Regions from separate parts of the Gasterosteus aculeatus genome. Here region 1 is linked to region 2. The links are chromatin contacts, called in public Hi-C maps. All regions are on one chromosome and are shown on one strand. The core of a region is the stretch at or near the end of the contact, and the rest is flanking DNA. Distances in the headings are between cores, read along the strand shown.

Region 1 (6,389 bases), core at 3,540-6,039, 33 kb after region 2:
ATTTCTTCAGTCTGACGCTTCTGACGAATCACAGCGCTTAAATCACTTTTTATACAAATATTTACTTTGATTAAAATAGATTAATTAAAAAAAATTGGAATCGTTTAACTTGTTTTGGGACCAAAACTATTCTCACTGAAAATGTTTTTTTTATTAAAAGCTGCTGTTTGTGTAAAGAAAAGTAGAACGAATGTATGTGTTGGTAAACTATATTATTATACACCATAAACGCATTTTCACGTCCTCCGTTTGCTTCATTCACGTACGTTTCCTGGGTCATTAAAATTAGCACGTTAGCGCGATAGCATCCCACCTCCGTCCTCGTCCGTGGCGGCCCATCAGAGGAAGTAGAATCTCTTTGTGACGCTCGCATCCTTCCGGCGACTCCGCGGGCCCGATGGAGCTTCAACGGAGCGTTAATCCAGATTACAGTCGTGAGATTAAACTTTTAAAGGATCCGCTGACGTTCCCAATATCCTCCAAGGTTTTCTTCCATCGAGTCCCTCAAACATCCGTCCCTCCAGCCGCCCCTCCAGCCGCCCCCCTCCCCGGCTGTCAGGCGACTTAAGCGATAACAAACGTGTGTGTGTGTGTGTGTGTGTGTGTGTGTGTTGCGTCTGCTGTCAGCGTGTCATCGGGATTTTTTCAGACAGGAAATCAACGCCAATCCCCAAAAGGGCTCCGCCGCACGTCTTCTCCTCAGTCTTTGGAGATGGAGATGTCAAATATGTCACCCCCCCCCCCACTGAGATCCAGACTGCCTCTTCAGCAACAAACGGCGACATTCGAACTCCCAGACGAACAACCGGAGCCTCGATGTCTCTGCCGAGCTCCACAGACTTCTTCTCCCGTTGTTTGGAAGCGTATTTAAGGATTATTACTCCTGATTGAAGCAGCCCCCCCCCCCTCCCTCCTCTCCCATCGAGTGCCATCGATGGAGGGAGATTAGTGGAAGTCAGTTCGTGCTCAATATAAACGGGTCGTTTTCTCATTAAAAGATATGAAATGTCTTTTTTTTTTCCTCCATTATCTCATTTTCTGTCACATTTGTAAACACGTATTTCCAGAAGTCGTATTTCTTCTTATTCGTCTGCTGCATTCGTACCCTTATTTGTTTAAATGTGTTCATCAGCGTCGATTCAGCCGTCGTTTCGGATTCAGAAAGTCTTGAGTGGCGTTTTGGGGGGGAGCGCGTTGTTTGGAGTGGCTCGTGTCCAGAGGTCGTGACCTCCGGAGAGCGGTCTGGCTGGGGAGCAGGAAGTAGTCGGCAGCAGGAAATGAACGCGGTCGCTGCTTCTGTGCGACTTCTCACACGTGTGTTCAATGTAAACAAAGTCGCATTGACATCGTGTGTCAGTTTCTGTATTTATTATATTGTATATTCATATGTGCAAACTCCTAATGTTTAATACTTCTCCACAATGGAGGAACCTCTCTGTTGAATAAAGGCCTCTCAGACGTCATAAATCCCTCGTTTGTGTTCCGGTCGATGGCACATCGAGGTATGAATATTGATCTGAAGCTGATTGTATGATCCTAGAAAGTCACGTCTAACTTCTCATGAGTTTAAACGATCACCGGTAATAATCCATCTCCATTCATTATAATATCATATCATATAATAACGCTTTCACCCCGAAGGGGGTTTAGATTTGTGCATAAAAACCTTTTCGATTAAAAACACTTCAGCGCTTCATTATATGAATATGAGACCATTTCAGACACTTTTTAATTAGAATCTTAAAGCCTCTGAGACGTTGTATTCTATAAATATATGTAATATATTCTGACCCGTTAGCGATTGGAATCTATATGTGGGGACTCGTCCGTTGATCTGTTTCCCGTGAAGGTTCCCTGTGGGGGCGGTGGGAGGACGAGGTGCTCTCACACGCGTCTCTGGTTATGACATAAATCATTCTGTATGTCCAGCGTTTGTCCCGCCTCTATGTCATATGGACATGAGACGTTTATCTGCAGCCTCTCTGCAGGAGTTCCGTGGAAGTTCTCCGATGAGGCTTCAGGGCGCCAACAAGGAGCTCCGTAATGTTCTTACGGTTCATCTGGGGACAAATGTCCAACGAGACGCGTTGAATCAAATAGCTTTTGATGAAATATCTAATTTTTAAGCTTCTGTTTGTTTTAGTTTTTTTACGAGCGTTTGTCCTGCGTGATGTGTTCAAGGGCCGTTGGAAAGGAGGAATTTAGAGGATAATGACGGGTTTTACAGACGTCATAAAGTGTGTGTGTGTGTTCTGTTCCTCCACTCATAGATCAGATAGAGGCCTGAGAAAATGACCAGTTCGTTTTCCCAGCGGCTTACACACACACACACACACACACACACACACACACAGTCAATACACACCAGCCTTATTCAAAGCCCAAAGCGGCTACATGTTATAGATTTTATACGGCGGGTGTCGCCTCGTGAAGCAAAGTTTATTTTCTTCTGTAAACTTTACATTTATTCCTCAGGAGTTAAAGTACCTGCTGTTTATTTTGCTCCTATTATTCACGTGGAGGCACAAGCGCTGAATAACACAACAGATCAGGACGCAGCGCGAGTGGAAATCCCCCACATTTTATTTAAGAAGACAAAGGAGTAACACAAATGATACTATCATTAAAGATCGAACCCTTCATTTTAAAGTAAAACTAGATACATTTTTATTCAAGAACACTTTTTTTAAGAGAATTTAAGGATTTAATGGCACACAAATAATGTAAAGAACACGCAAGAAGAAGCTTGGTGCTTCCGGAAAACGTTGATACAAAGAAGCTCTTCTGGTTCTTCTGGTTCTTCCAGGTCGTAGAAGTGTTTCTGCGGTCGGGTGGAGGAGCTGTGCTTACTCCATCAGCAAGATAAGAGGGTGGAGGAGCTGCGAAGCTTAAAGGAGTGGAACCATAAATAAATGCATAAAGGAAGCTGAGCACAGAGGAAGAAAACAAGGACAACAAATGGACGTTTGTTTGGGATTTTCCAAATTTATATTTAAAAAACATTGAAATGTTCAGGTTTATAAAGTTAGGCTAAAAAATCTGATTTAATTGGTGTAACTGGGTTTACAATTGATTGACATTTTTGATTGATTGACATTTTTATATCCAAATACCAGTTTTTTAAAAACAAAAGGTACATTTTATGGTCTAATATCTTCACTTCAAAGTAGAAGATTACATTTTTAATTTTAAACAAACACACATGTGACATAATTTATGTTCAGAGTTTGCAGAGCCGGGGGGGGGTGAGGAATGAGTTCTGTCCTGTGAAACGTCCATATTGAGCGGGACGAACACGACGTATATTAATATCCAGCTGTTGGCGGGGAAACGAAGGAGAAGCTTTATATTAAAACATTTGTCACACATCATCACATATCATAGTTTTAAACCTTTAACTCCCATGATGAGCGTACATTTCCCCTTCAAGAGTCGGTGGAGACCAAAAGTGGAGCAAAAAGAGCGACTTTGTCCGTGTGGATGCTGGTGGACATCCTGAGGACGCTTGACGATGAACTGTCCTCGTGGGTTCATTTCTACTTATTTCACCAGAATTCTTTTGCATTGTATTTATTTTTTCATATAATATATATATATATATATATATATCAATATATTTTATTTAGACAAAGGACCCAATGAGTGAATGGAAAGCGCTTCAGATGTCAGGAATAAACCACTGAGGAAGAACTTTAAATAATTCAGGCGGCTCAACCAGCAAAGAATTCTGTATTTTTGGTTCATCCAGAGAACAATTTGCTGATTTATTCAGTGTTTGTTTTTGGGGAATTTTGGTCCAAAGAAGGAAAAGAAACACAATTAAGAAGCTGATGTCACTTTCAACAGACACACACACACAGTGAGTTTAAAGGCGCTGGTTAAACATAACCAGACAGAGGCAGCTTCTAGTCTGTGTGTGTGTGTGTGTGTGTGTGTGTGTGTGTGTGTGTGTGTGTGTGTGTGTGTGTGTGTGTGTGTGGAAGGACTCACTACCACTGTTTGGAACTACCGCCTTCAAATATGAAGTAAACGTTTACTGAAAAGAGAAACTACTTGCATACTTTCTAAATGTACTTTGATACTCAGGACGACCTCGTCTCCCCTGTGACGCACAAAACGTCCTCTCGTCTTCTTCTGCTGTTCTGTGTCTCGTTCCCACAGTGGTGTAATCAGCGCCTCATACTGTAGGACAGCTCAGCTAAACGTCGCTACCTGCCTCGTCAGATAGAACGCTCTTGATGACACACACACAGACTCACCGGGACCCGACTAATGGCTGGGGGGGCTTCCCTTTAAGTCCCGCCTCCTCAGAGCGGCTCCTGACTCACCTGGCTCCACCTTCCTGAACCTCACAACGTCGCTTCCTCTGAAGACGGTACTTTATTTTGAAAGGGCAGCATGATTGTCACCGGTGGAAGTTTGTACTTTGTGGTGGAAAAAACAAAAAATGAGAATTAACTTTAGCTTTTCTTTTTTATTTATTCGTAGTAATTAATAAAACTTGCCTTTGGGCCGAAAACGTACAAAACATTTCAGTGATTATTAATTTCATCAGGAAGGGACACAGTTTCAGTCAACGAGTGTGTGTGTGTGTCTGTCGATGAATGCTCTGGCTGTTGTTCAGCGTCGCTGTATTTGTTTCCTTCGAGCTATTTATGCAGCTTACGCACACACACACACACACACACACACACACACACACACACACACACACACACACACACACACGCTGGTCCTCAGGGCTGAGAGAGAGAGACGTGGAAACCAAAGGTCTCTTTATCGCTCTGCAGCAGCTGGCTGTCACCGGCTGATACCACAACAACTTCTACTGCTGCTTTACACGCACAGACAACACGCACACTGTTACACAACCTCCAGCTTTTTGTTTGCTTGTTCTCCGCTCAGAGGCTCATTTTGTCAAATGTGAAACACACACACACACACACACACACACACACACATGGATGGTGGCATCGTACCATTTAGCTGGTAATACCCTCTAAATTCACACTGCATGTTGGTGCGGATTTCCTGCTAACACCCTCATATAATGAACTGGGTCAGACACACTTATTGTGCGTGCGTGTTGGGTTTGTGCATGCTTCAGCTGATCGTGCACGTGTGTGTGCGCGCATCGTGTCTTTGTGTACCTTCGGTTCCTGCATTGTTGCTCAGCGAACTCCCCATTGACCCAAATAGTTTTAACAAACAACTCACTCGTTCTATTTTGTGGATATCAAAGCCTGGCTGCTTTCCCTCAGTACAAAGGTGTGTGTGTGTGTGTGTGTGTGTCTGTGTGCGTGTGTGTGCGCGTGTACGTTATCACACCTGTATTATTTTTGGTGTCGTATCAGGAAACTGGGTGAAGGGAGTTATTAATAAGATGGAAACCAGCTGAACGTTTTCTAATGCGGGTGTAGTATGAAGTATGTAATCATTAATTGACGTATTGTTTTATTAGAGGTTTAATTTAGCGTTGCTTGTGTCGCCCCCTGTGGGCTGAAGCGGTAGTGTCCCGTTTTACTGCCGCGGGGTCCGGAGGTTTTCTCCTCCTGCTTCTCTCCGATGCTCAAATATAATAAAATAAAAGCAAGTTTGATCGTTTGCAAATAAGAAGCAGAGGATATGAAAATGGAGGCTGAAAGCCGCGTCCTACTCGGGAGTCTAACGAGTCCCGTCCTGTGTGTCTTTCCCGGCTAGTTTTCTCTAGGGCTTAGTTTCCCCCCCGTCCCAGAATGCACCTCTTCCCTGCCCGAATCTCTGACTCTTCATTTTCTCCCTTTTATCTCCCGGCGGCTCATGAATACACATTGATGTGCGATCTGTTCTACCTCTTTGTTGGCGCCTCACTGTGTGTGAGCGAGACGCCGCTCTTCGTTATGAACGGTTTGGGAGATCAAACGGAGCGTCTCCTCGCCGCTTCCCTTCGTCTCGGCGTGGACGCCGCCGTCACACGGATCCCCCGTTTGTTGAGCGATGGGATGACTCGACAAAGAGTGCGATTAAGCGCTTCGCAGGTTTGGCCATTCCTACCCACAATCCTTAGCGCAGCAGATACAGAGCGAGCGGGTCGAAGCTGCAATAGTTGGAAGACTAAAGTTCCATGCAGGTGGAACCTTCCAGTTCTAAAGCGTGAAGTCAGAGCTTCATGAGTTAAAGCTGCGTTCTGTGTAGTGACCAGCAGGGGGCGACTCCTCTGCTCCCATAGACGTCTATGAGGAAATGACTCTACTTCTCTGTAGTGACCAGCAGGGGGCGACTCCTCTGCTCCCATAGACGTCTATGAGGAAATGACTCTACTTCTCTGTAGTGACCAGCAGGGGGCGACTCCTCTGCTCCCATAGACGTCTATGAGGAAATGACTCTACTTCTCTGTAGTGACCAGCAGG
Region 2 (5,982 bases), core at 2,489-4,988:
TGCCAATGTCGTCTCCTCCGAATGAATTATTCAAGTCGAGATGCAGCAGCGCCGCGTAGAATGGAGCGATCTCAAAGTTCTGTTCTTTAAACTAATTTCAACAGGAAGAAAGTCTCTGGTGTCATTGGAAACTTTGGGGTCTCGGCCTGAATTTTAATTTGAGTATTTTAAACCCGACTGTTGGTTTGGTAGTTTAATTAAACCTGACTGTTGGTTTGGTAGTTTAATTAATCCTGACTGTTGGTTTGGTAGTTTAATTCTGACTGTTGGTTTGGTAGTTTAATTAATCCTGACTGTTGGTTTGGTAGTTTAATTAAACCTGACTGTTGGTTTGGTAGTTTAATTAATCCTGACTCTTGGTTTGGTAGTTTAAACCTGACTGTTAGTTTTGGTGTTTAATTAAACCTGACTGTTGGTTTGGTAGTTTAAACTTGACTGTTGGTTTGGTAGTTTAATTAAACCTGACTGTTGGTTTGGTAGTTTAATTAATCCTGACTGTTGGTTTGGTAGTCGAATTAATCCTGACTCTTGGTTTGGTAGTTTGATTAATCCTGACTCTTGGTTTGGTAGTTTGATTAATCCTGACTCTTGGTTTGGTAGTTTAATTAATCCTGACTGTTGGTTTGGTAGTTTAATTCTGACTGTTGGTTTGGTAGTTTAATTAATCCTGACTGTTGGTTTGGTAGTTTAATTAAACCTGACTGTTGGTTTGGTAGTTTAATTAATCCTGACTCTTGGTTTGGTAGTTTAAACCTGACTGTTAGTTTTGGTGTTTAATTAAACCTGACTGTTGGTTTGGTAGTTTAAACCTGACTGTTGGTTTGGTAGTTTAATTAAACCTGACTGTTGGTTTGGTAGTTTAATTAATCCTGACTGTTGGTTTGGTAGTCTAATTAATCCTGACTCTTGGTTTGGTAGTTTGATTAATCCTGACTCTTGGTTTGGTAGTTTGATTAATCCTGACTCTTGGTTTGGTAGTTTAATTAATCCTGACTGTTGGTTGGTGTTTTTTAAGCCCACCCACGATGTAACAAACCCTTTAAGTTTTTTCTTCTCACACGATACCAGCGTTCTTATCTACTCAGAGACGATGGACGTGAGGCGCAGAAGAGGACGTTCAGCAGGAATGTTTCACGCAGGCATGACCGACCGGACGCGATGGGATGCTTGAAGGCTGCCAGGCCTGCACCGGGTCAAAGGTCACGGGTCAAGGTCAGGCTTTGAGTGAGAGCAGAGAGGCTTAATGTGTTAGCTAGAGAGACCACTTCAAACAAACTACAGACAACATTTCACTTGAGTTTCTCTTCTTAAATCAAAGATAAACTTTTTAATTTGAGCAGGTTTTCTCTCATAGTGGAGAGAATAATATGAGCGTTTTATCAACATTGATAAAAACTTTATATGTATTAGTTTTTAGTTCAGTAACCTCTGCAGAAATGGACGACTTTGTCTGTCTGGATCAGATGTTTGGGGAAATATGATTATTTATGATTTTCCTCAACCCAACACGCGTTAACGTTGAATGTGCCCACGATATTCAGCCAAATATCGATGTTCGTCCGGCCACAATACACGACATTGGAGGTGCACACACACACACACACACACACACACACACACACACACACTCACACACACGGGGGGAGTAGTCATTCCAACAGTGTTTAACAGCTCATTTAGCGAACCAGTGAACCCTAAAGACCAGATAAACATTCATATGATTACTCTCACACACACACACACACACACACAGATAATTATCCAGACTAATGAACAGATGGACAGTTTGTCAGTGAGGGATAAAATAAACATACTGAAATTACTGAATCTTTGAGCCACTTAATTAGAAATCAATTTGAGAATATTGCAAATTTACAATATTTCTTTTTACCAAAATAAAATTTAAAGATTGGAAGATTAAAACGTTTTCTGCCCCGGTTCATGAGTAAATTGATGCTCCCTGGTGGTTTTTCTGAGTTTGAGGCTGAGCTTTGATCCATGTTGGTGACGCTCACACGTGTGAAGACTCTCAAACAAAAGCGGCTTCACTTTTTCCATGGCAGCGAATAAGCCGCCGCGTCCCACGCGAGAACATCTCATCCTTTACGAGGCGGAACCGCCACCAGCCGGCCGCTTCGACTTCACTTCCTGCTCGTTGACCCTTGAACTCTCCACACCCGCAGCACAGAGTTCACTCCCTGAAGATCTCTGCTGCCGCGCCGCACGACTCTACTGTAACCTGCAGGAGGCTCGTGGAACAAAAGGTTCTGCCCCCCCCACGAGGGATTACTTCTCAGGCGAATTCTCCTGCAACAAAGCGTCCTTTGTGGCGCCGCCGGGCCCTCCACTCAGCAGCGGGGTGCGACCCGGCTGGACGGCACCGCCGCTCTCACGGACCTCTGAGGATCAAATGTGCGGGACAATAGAAGCAGGAGGAAAATGTACAGATTGAAGACAAATCACAACAAATCCAATTCAGGTTTCCCCGAGGAGTCTAAACAGATTATTGTGGATGCAGATGAAGCGTTCCATAATCTGTTTAGAACTGAAGGATTGATTAAGTTCAAGCACAAACAACATCTGTCAGAGGAAAGTTGTTTTCAGCGTGTTTGGTATTTAGATGCAGTCTTCGGTTGTTGATTACTGTTTTTATTGAAAATGTGAAAAGCATTTGATTGTGTTGCCCCTTTGCTTTGAAAGGGGTAGTTAGTCTCTTTAATGGCCTTTGGATTAAACCCGTGTTTAACTGCTTCCATCAAGGAAGAAAAAGCATGGAGGGGGGCTTCCTGATGCGGTTTTTCAAAATAAAATCCCTTTTGGGACAGCCTGCAGTGTTAGTTAAAGAAAGCCTAAAGAAACCTTTGGTCCCGTTAACGTACCATTCTATATAAAAAAAACATGCAACGTTTGCATCAATCCTTCTTCAGTCTAAAAACTTTATCAGCAGTTTTTATCTTTTTCTATGTTGCGTTGCTTTGTGTGTTTAAATAAAGTTATTGATGTTCCAGTCAGTACGTCTTCACTGCTCAAATTGGTCTTCTATCACAGTATTATCTAGATATTTACATAATAAACAATAATTTACTAAATAATTTGGTTAATATCTTAACGTATAAAAGTGTATTCACTCTATAATTGTTTAGAGTGAATATATACAAAGATACATTTACAATTGGTGTGTGTGGGATTATTTTTAGCTTTTGGTTTAAAAACATAATAATATGGATGAATGAAAAAACTGAACGTCCCATCATTTGTGCAAGTTGGACCTGTGGGTTTTTTTGTCGCTCAAAACAACTGTACAGATGTAGAGAAGAGCACGGTTCGTCTGAAGCTCTCTTCCAGGGTTTGTCTCCACATTCTGTCTCCACACTCTGTCTCCACATTCACCCGGAGACTCACAGAGCTTCAGGCTGCAAACACTCAGATCACCTTTTTACTTTAGATCACTTCCAGACTCATTTGTTCCTTCCTTCTGATAATGCTTATTTTAAAATTCCAGCTTTGTATGCTCGTTTCACATAACATTATATGCAGTTGAATTAAAACGCATTGCGCTGATGTTTTATCCGAAGCATGAGTTTTCAGTTCATGCCCCAAACACACAAAGCATCGAGGGTTCATCGTGTCTCATCTACCTCCCTGTCTCATTCACCCTTTTACTCTGAAGTGCACCCGGATCAAACTTCCGGTGTTCGCGCGCGCGCCTCCCGGCAGCTTGACTCCTGGTGTGAACCTACCGGCATTTGGGGATTTGGTGCCGGGAGGAGGAACAGGGGAAACCGCCTCATCCCGATACTCTCCTGTCCGCAGAAAGCGCGCTCCCGCGTCGCCTACAAACTGCCGGGCGCGTGCGCGTGTGATCTGTCACACCTGAGGCGGACAGGTAGCGAAGCGGGTTTTTCTGGGCGTGGGGAAGCACGCAGGAAGAAGCTCGCCTACTAGTTCTTTCTTTTTTTGGAGGAGGGGGGGATATTTGCCGGAGTGAAAACTTGGGGCTGCCGGAGCGGCGCGTTCACGCCGGGATGTTACGTTCGGGAACTATTTGCTTTTTCGTGAAGGACCGTTGACACACTTTTTATTTCCCAACTTTTTGTACATTTTGGGGGAAATACAGACAGAAAAACTCGGCAAGAGGGAAAGCATCGGCGCACCCGGAGGTAAGAAGTGTTTTCTGTGCCCCCCCCCGCCCGGGACAGCATCACTTTGATTTCGCTTTACCTTCGTCCCATATTCCCGCAAACGTCACACCGAACTCCGCTCACAGAACTTCGGCTTTAATAATTAACCGCTTGATGGCCAACGGGGGAAAACCACCACGTGACCCGAGCGGCTGTTTTCACGGTGAAAAGCGTCGTCGCGTGCGCGCCGTTCGGAGAAGACACTCGTGTCGTCGATTAAGACGCGATCGACGTAACGAGCGAGACGTCGTTATTAGCGAGGGGGCGGGGCTTCTCCACGCTCAGTGACATAACTTAAAAAAAAAAAAATGGCGTTTGAATGTGTTTTTTTTTTCTTCACACGAGTTTAAAATGGTCCCGGAGGTCCAGTCTTCGTTGACAGCGGAGCTCATTTTAAATGACCGGATTTTTGGACGGAGTCTGGCGTGAGGGAGGACCGATGCGCAACATCTGGAGCTGATCCCGCCGAGCGGCTCCAGCGACGCATTCCTCACCACTTCCTTCCGGTGCTTACGTCACACGCTGCCATTTAAAACACCTGTGCAAAGACCCTTAACCTCCACTGATTCTCCACGTCGAATCCGTAATCTTTTCAAAACCTGCGTGCTCACTAATGTGCTGCACGTGCTGCAGATGTTTCATTGACCAAGAAATATCTGGTTCCAAAGGTCTTTAAAGCGCATTGACCTCGTTAGCGTCTCATGTCTCCTGTAAGCACGGCGGCCATCTTCCTCCACGCGTCGCCGTATGTGATGGGGAGGTAACTGCCGTGGTGTCGGCGAACGAACGGCCGTGGCCTCCACGCACTAAAGGCCTGTGACCTCACGCTCAGAAGGCCGCCGAGTGTGAATTTACTGCCCCTTCGTCCGGATCTGGGGGGTCGCATCCATTCAGGTAAACATTCACGATGGAACGAGAACCCGAGGAAGAAATCCATCAAAAGTGGCTGAAAACGATTGTGTATAAAAGCACAAAGCTCTTTTTCATGGGGACGACGCCGCCGGTCTTTGCGTTCTGCTCAAGGGATCCAAGGCAGCGCGATCAGCACACGTGATCATACGTCGGTGAGACGTTCGCCATCCAGTCGGCAGCTTAAAGTATTTCTGCACAGTGCAGCCGGACGCGTCTCTATCGCCCCTTATCTGTTGTCTGTTGGAGTGGACTTTACCCTAGCTTAGCATAAAGACGGCAACGGCTCTGCTCACCGGGTCACTCGTTGCCGTTCGCTTGATCCTCCCGAGCGAAACGGCTCCGTGATAAGCGAATAGTACACAAACACGTTTAATACCAAGGAAGTTGCCCCTTCAAGTCCTGATTGGATGAAAGGACGTTCATCCCGTTAAAGGGAGTCAACGCATGAGAAAAGATAAACACAAGAATGTTTGCTGTTCAAGCAGGAGACCTGTTGGACCGGAATGCAGGCGGCCGGACTCGCGCACCAGGGGGGGTCGTGTTGTTGTTGTGTTGTTGTTGTTGTTGTTGCTCTCCCCGAGGCTGCAAAGTAAAGCCTGCAGGCAGCGAACTGAGGAGGCAAATAGCAGAAAGTAATGGACGGTGGTGGTGAAACGTCTGAGAGTGTGTGTTTAATAAATACACACTCAATAGATGATTTACTTATTTCATCGTACTTCATTTTCCTTTGTTTAATTCTGAAATGATTTAATTAAAATTATTTGTATATGAATATAATTATCAATATTAACTTTCATATGAATAATAAAAGATTATTATTGTTCACTTTTATATTTATGTTACCATTGATATTATATTTATAACATTTAACCTTCAAATAAATCAATTC

Evidence for each region. A called contact is a pair of places that touch in the nucleus more often than the background predicts.
Region 1: a Hi-C map of tail fin shows a contact between it and region 2, with 5 times the contacts expected there. The contact joins the enhancer-like site here to the promoter of LOC120816874 in region 2. A contact is called at or near these places in 4 of 6 Hi-C or Micro-C datasets (blood and trunk muscle, skeletal muscle, tail fin and 1 more).

Annotation. Positions count from the first base shown.
Region 1 is chr4:34,882,817-34,889,205 of fGasAcu3.hap1.1, forward strand. The region is part of intron 1 of LOC120816874 (plexin-B2); the gene reads left to right. Among protein-coding and RNA genes, the nearest start is that of LOC120816874, 31 kb to the left of the region's middle. Within about 2 kb of position 4,790, at least 9 of the 9 cell types and tissues checked have open chromatin away from gene starts, as enhancers often do.
Region 2 is chr4:34,850,980-34,856,961 of fGasAcu3.hap1.1, forward strand. It overlaps LOC120816874 (plexin-B2), which reads left to right and starts at 3,739. Exons shown (of 41, transcript XM_078100733.1): 1 at 3,739-4,160.